Regions from separate parts of the Zea mays genome. Here region 1 is linked to region 2. A link is a contact called in public Hi-C data. All regions are on one chromosome and are shown on one strand. The core of a region is the stretch at or near the end of the contact, and the rest is flanking DNA. Distances in the headings are between cores, read along the strand shown. Region 1 holds the start of LOC100286243 (polcalcin Jun o 2). Region 2 holds the start of LOC100281369 (glutathione S-transferase).

Region 1 (2,896 bases), core at 154-2,653, 160 kb after region 2:
TTTGCTTTCGCCTCCTGGATCATCCGCTCCTTGTGCTCCTCGAACTGGAGCTGCTCGTCAGCCGGCAAGGTTTCCCAAGTCGGCTTTATGATGTTGCTTGGAGAAATATCAGAGCTATCCCTTGAACCGGCCATTGAGGGCCGATTTGATGAGCTTAGATATGTATGTCCCCAGCGGAGTCGCCAAAAAGTATGTTGACGCCTTTTCGGAGCGTCAAATACTCAAGAAGAACCGGCAGCGGTGCTCTCTGGTCAGGCACGGACGGTACGCGGCCTGGGGCCGGACTGTCCGCGACCTGGCGCAGGGGCTAGGGTTTCCTGCCTGACGGCCGGACGGTCCGCGCGTGCGCAGGGGCGGCGGAAGATCGTCGGCGGCGCCTGGATCTCGCTCCCGGGAGGGACCCCGTCGGGAAGGAGAGATCCTAGGGATTGTCTAGGCTCGGGCCGGCCGACCTAGACTCCTCTAATCGGCGTAGAGTCGAAGAGAGCCGAAGAATTTGGGGATCGAGAGGCTAAACTAGAACTAGACTAGAACTACTTCTACTTGTACTGGAAATAAATGCGAATAGAAGTTGTATTGATTCGGTTGATAGTTTAAAATCGGCCGTAGACCTCTCTATTTATAGAGGAGGGGGGCTGAACTCTTTACACAACTGATTCCAAGCTAATTCCGCGAATATAGCTAATAACCGTAGCACAAAACTCGGAACCCTAATATGTTCGGCGCACGCGCGGACCGTCCGGCCCACAGGCGCGGACTGTCCGGACCGCGGACCGTCCGGCCTTAGGGCCGAACCGTCCGCCAGCTCTTTTTTGGTTCAAACACACACGTTCTAAACGCAGCTTACCCATCGCACAAGAATCGCATCGCATATCCAATAGCAGTGACTATTACTTCCCCCACATTTACTTAAGCAGTCCTCCAACTAAAAGAAAGGAACAAAAAGACAGACGACCCTCACAAGCAAACCCGTCGCCTTGCCCCCATCTCACATAGTACATGCTTCGGCATCAAAGTGGTAGGTTTGCATGTGGTGGCGCCATGTTCGTTCGGACCCTCTGGCTCATGCCATCATCTGGGGTGTTTTGCGGGCCAAGCAACCTTTAAGCATACTATTTTCTTTTCTCTCTCTCTTTTTCCCTTTTTTTCGAACGAACTTGTTTTTTAATCGTAACCTAGCAAATAAAATCTTATATATTGAAACAAACAAAGGGGGGAAATTGCCTTTACAATACTACAACTACAAGCAGGTTTGCGGGATCCGCAATCCCACTGGCACTGGCAGGTGCGAAGCAAATACGGCTTCCCAAACGCAGGCCCACAATGCAGGGACTCGTAGCGCAACAGCTAGACGCCGCAGCTTCCTCCCCGGGCCCCGGCCTCCCTCCCTGGCTGCGATCCGTGATCGATAGCAATGGGAAAGGAACTGCCTCTGCCTTGCCTCTATAAATACGCCGCCCGTCGCAGAACCGAAACCGCAGCCGTGACGGATCCAGCCGAACCCCCTCGCAGTCGCAGCCCCCTCACGCCACGCGACATGGGCAAGATCAGGATGCCCGTGCCGTCCCTGTTCCGCCGCCGCTCCTCCAAGCCGCCGCCGCCGCAGCCGCAGCAGCAGGCGCCTGCCGCGGGCGACGGCGACGGCAGCGGGTCCCCGGAGCGGGCGACGGCGGAGGAGGAGATGGCGCGCGTGTTCCGCAAGTTCGACGCGAACGGCGACGGGCGGATCTCGCGGTCGGAGCTGGCGGCGCTGTTCGAGAGCCTGGGCCACGGCGCGTCGGACGACGAGGTGGCGCGCATGATGGCCGAGGCGGACGCGGACGGCGACGGCTTCATCAGCCTGCCCGAGTTCGCGGCCCTCAACGCCACGGTGGCCGGCGACGCGGCCGCCGTCGAGGAGGACCTGCGCCACGCCTTCCGCGTCTTCGACGCCGACGGCAGCGGCGCCATCTCCGCCGCCGAGCTCGCGCGCGTCCTCCGCAGCCTCGGCGAGCCCGCCTCCGTCGCGCAGTGCCGCCGCATGATCGAGGGCGTCGACCAGAACGGCGACGGCCTCATCTCCTTCGACGAGTTCAAGGTCATGATGGCCAGGGGAGGAGCATGCTTCGCAAAGATCGCCTAGGTAATTAGAGGTTCCCTCCCCAGCCCTTTCGAATCCCTGCTGCTCCACCCATCCCCCCCCCCCCCCCCCCCCCCCCCCCCCCTCCGTTCACAGCAGCCGAGCGTATGGCGTCGTGTGCGGTCTTAAGTAAAGTGTATATAGAAGCCAAGATCATCATGGAGAAGCACTAGCGCTAGATTCTTCTCTCTACTAATAATTGGGAACCACGGCGGATATTGCTTTTTGCAAGATTGGAGCCTGGATGAAAGCAGTGGTTCAGAGCTAACTTCTGTTCTAGAGATGCGGATGCTTGACTATGTGAATGAAAGAGTAGACGATTCGAACCTACTCCTATGTGGATCTCTAATTCGTGTGTTTCCACCTCTCGGAATATGTGAATGTTTTTTGCATGTTTGTTTGGTATTTGTTAGATCCAATGTAAATCTGGTAATCTCAGCGCGGTGGAATCCGTAGGCTGTTAATTTAGCTCGATGCAGATAAAAGCTGTAGTGATCTTTTGTTGAACTTGTGGAGGATTTTTTTTTCTTAAGATCTCAAACATGGAACAGGAATATTCTTGCGAAGGTGGGGAGGAGCTTGAGGAATTGTCCTGATTGCGTACCTATCAATCATTGGCATCATCAGGGCGCGATGGGAGCTCGAATCTCTTCATTAGTTTATATCTACTGGTTGGAATTGGAAGCAGAACATGCGGAGGCCTTGGGTTGCATCTGTCTGCTCCAGTATACTAGTAGAAGATACGTACGTACACCTGTCATAGGAAATCCTGTCACA
Region 2 (2,700 bases), core at 28-2,527:
CACAAGCACACTAGAAGTAACACATACCGTTACAATACTACGATCAACACTACACTGGGCTAGGGCTCCGGCCTGAACCAGTATAAACCCCATGTCTCAAGTTCTTTGTCCGAGTTACTGTGATTTACCATCCGGAAGGAGTCCGCGCCAGTAACCCCCAAACACAAATCTCATTGTCCCCCGGTTTCCGAATCCACGACAGTAACCAATTTCGATCAGATGTAACTATGTAAGCCATAAATTTAGCCTATGCTCGGGCGGTTGATTGATATAGCAGTTATTTAAAATTGAGGTGAGCATTTTAAATCTGAGGAATTTTTTGGAATGATGTTTCTCAGAATAGACATGGATAGATTGTGTGGATGTTCTGAATCGGGGTTTCGATGGTCAACTCATCTAAACTTTTCTGAGACATGCATATGGTTATTTACTTATCTAGCTAGGCTCATTACTGTTATTTCAGCACAGACAATCTGTGATCCATACATTATTATTCCACACACAAAACCAAACTACTGCTGCAACCATGCATTAGCGAACACTTTGTACGCCTCCTTCCTTTCAGTATAGAAGGCGACGAGCTGGTCCCTGTCCGGGACGCACTGCTTGAGAGCTTCGCAGGAGCTGTACTCTCTGGACCAACGGCGCAGAGCAGGGAACTCACCTTCGTCAACCACGGCCACTCCAGTCACCTCCTCTACGACGCTGAGCCAAGGAGCTAGCACGCAGGCTGCGATGTCGACGTAGCCGACGGTGTCGCCCCCGAAGAACCTCCTCCCGTCGAGCTGCGCCTCCATGAGCGCCAGCTTCTGCTTGGCCTCTTCCACCTGAGCCTTCTGCGCGTCGCCCTCTGTCCAGTGCGCCAGCCAGAACGGCTTCAGGAGCTGTCGGTCAGGTTCATCAGCACAGTTCAGTAAAACCAGCAGATCTATTTTTCAGATTCCACTAAAAAAACTGAGAGTACCTTCCTGTCCATGAAGTCTGCCCAGAAACGGGCCGTGGCACGGTCGTGGGGGTCGGCCGGGAGGAGGGACGGCCCGTCGAAGGTCTCGTCGACGTACTCGACGATGACGAGGGACTCACAGATGGCACGATCGGCATGGAGGAGCACGGGCACCTTCTTGTGGACAGGGTTTTTGGCGAGCAGCAGCTCGCTCTTGTTGCTCAGGTCTTCCTGGATCAGCTCATACGGCACGCCCTTGAGCCGCAGAGCGGCCTCGACGCGGTGCGAGAATGGGCTTACCGAATGGCCGATGATCTTAACAGGTGAAGAAGACATGTTTCTTCTGCTGTTTGGTTGTGGCTTCCTGCTTGCTAGACGCCTAGACCATTATTATTTATATCGTCTATAGGATATGTAGTTAGATTGAAGGCAGGCGCACTGCTTCCTCTGCAAGAAACTATGGTCAGCGTTTTCTCGTTTCTGCTCCTTTCTTTCGACGACTGTGTGGTGGATTCAGCAGAAGAAGTTGCTTAGCTGCTTCAACCCACAGAATCGTTGAATGCAAACCTACAACCTACAGTCGTGGTTACTGATTGATGCAGCTGAAGTCATAGAGATCTGAATATCTGATTAATAAAAACTTCTTTTATAAAAAAAGAGCTAGAAACACCAACACACAAGCGGATCGAGCAGATAATGTAATATACACACACAGGGCAAGCTGGTCGGGAGCTAGAGAATGAACCATATGTTGGCTTAAGCAGTGACCCCAGCATGGAAATGGAGATGCGTGATCAATTTCCTTCCGAATATCTGATTAAAAAAATCTTAAGGGTTGTTTATTTTATGAATTTCAAATTTAGATTCCATTTTTAGTATTTAATACAACTCTGAATAATCAAAATACAATGTTATCCTTTATTTATTTTAAGGAGATGATTCCCAAGGTAATAAAATTCTTATTAAAAGACATTTTTAAATCCATATTCTTATAAGAACTTTTTCTGATTTCTAAGACATGAATTTGGGGTGTTACAATTTGGCCATCTGTAGTTGCCACCGAAAATAAACCTTTGGTGATTTTATAGCAGCCGCGGAAGATAAGTTTATTTTCAGCGGCTCAAAAGCGATCGTCGAAATAAAAAAAAATATTATTTTCGGTGGTCACGTGTCATTCACACCGAAAATAGACTTATCTTCGACGGCTGACATGTGGTCAACTAAAGTAATGTTGTTATTATATTTTGACTAAGATGCAAATAGAGCATTATTATGTTTTAAAGAAAAAAAATGTGACAGGGCTAAGAACCGTGGTGTTGACATAAACTCGACTGACATACATTTGAACAAATTAAGATCTGTCAGCATGGCATTTTCTATGTTTGTTTTGTTTCACTAAGGAATTTAATACTACTAGCATGTAACCCATGTTAATGCTACGATCCTATAGAGGGGAAGGGAGAGGTCAAAATTTAATACTACTAGCATGTCCCTCATGGCGTAAGTGAGGGGAGGGGGCGGCGGGGAAGAAGGGGATGATGAGTGATCTAAATAATATTGTCTATTAGATTTAAGTGAGTACTAGGTGAGTGCCCGTGCGTTGCAACGGAAACACATAATACCACAGTACTGTTATGAGAAAAGGTTTCTTAATACATTTGTGATCCTATCCATACATAAATTTTGTTATTTTAATCTAGTTGTTTCACCATTACATTGCAACCATCAGTACCATGCAGACTTTTATATATGATATT

What was found. Hi-C and Micro-C count contacts between places; a contact is called where the count stands out from the background.
Region 1: a contact with region 2 is called in a Hi-C map of leaf, with 4 times the contacts expected there. The contact joins the promoter of LOC100286243 here to the promoter of LOC100281369 in region 2. A contact is called at or near these places in 2 of 25 Hi-C or Micro-C datasets (both in leaf).

What each region holds. Positions count from the first base shown.
Region 1 is chr3:151,609,604-151,612,499 of Zm-B73-REFERENCE-NAM-5.0, forward strand. LOC100286243 (polcalcin Jun o 2) reads left to right here and starts at 1,404. Exons shown (of 2, transcript NM_001159131.2): 1 at 1,404-2,122; 2 at 2,671-2,896. The coding sequence starts at 1,538. The coding sequence ends at 2,122.
Region 2 is chr3:151,447,619-151,450,318 of Zm-B73-REFERENCE-NAM-5.0, forward strand. LOC100281369 (glutathione S-transferase) reads right to left here and starts at 1,278. Exons shown (of 2, transcript NM_001154287.2): 1 at 965-1,278; 2 at 334-884. The coding sequence starts at 976. The coding sequence ends at 513.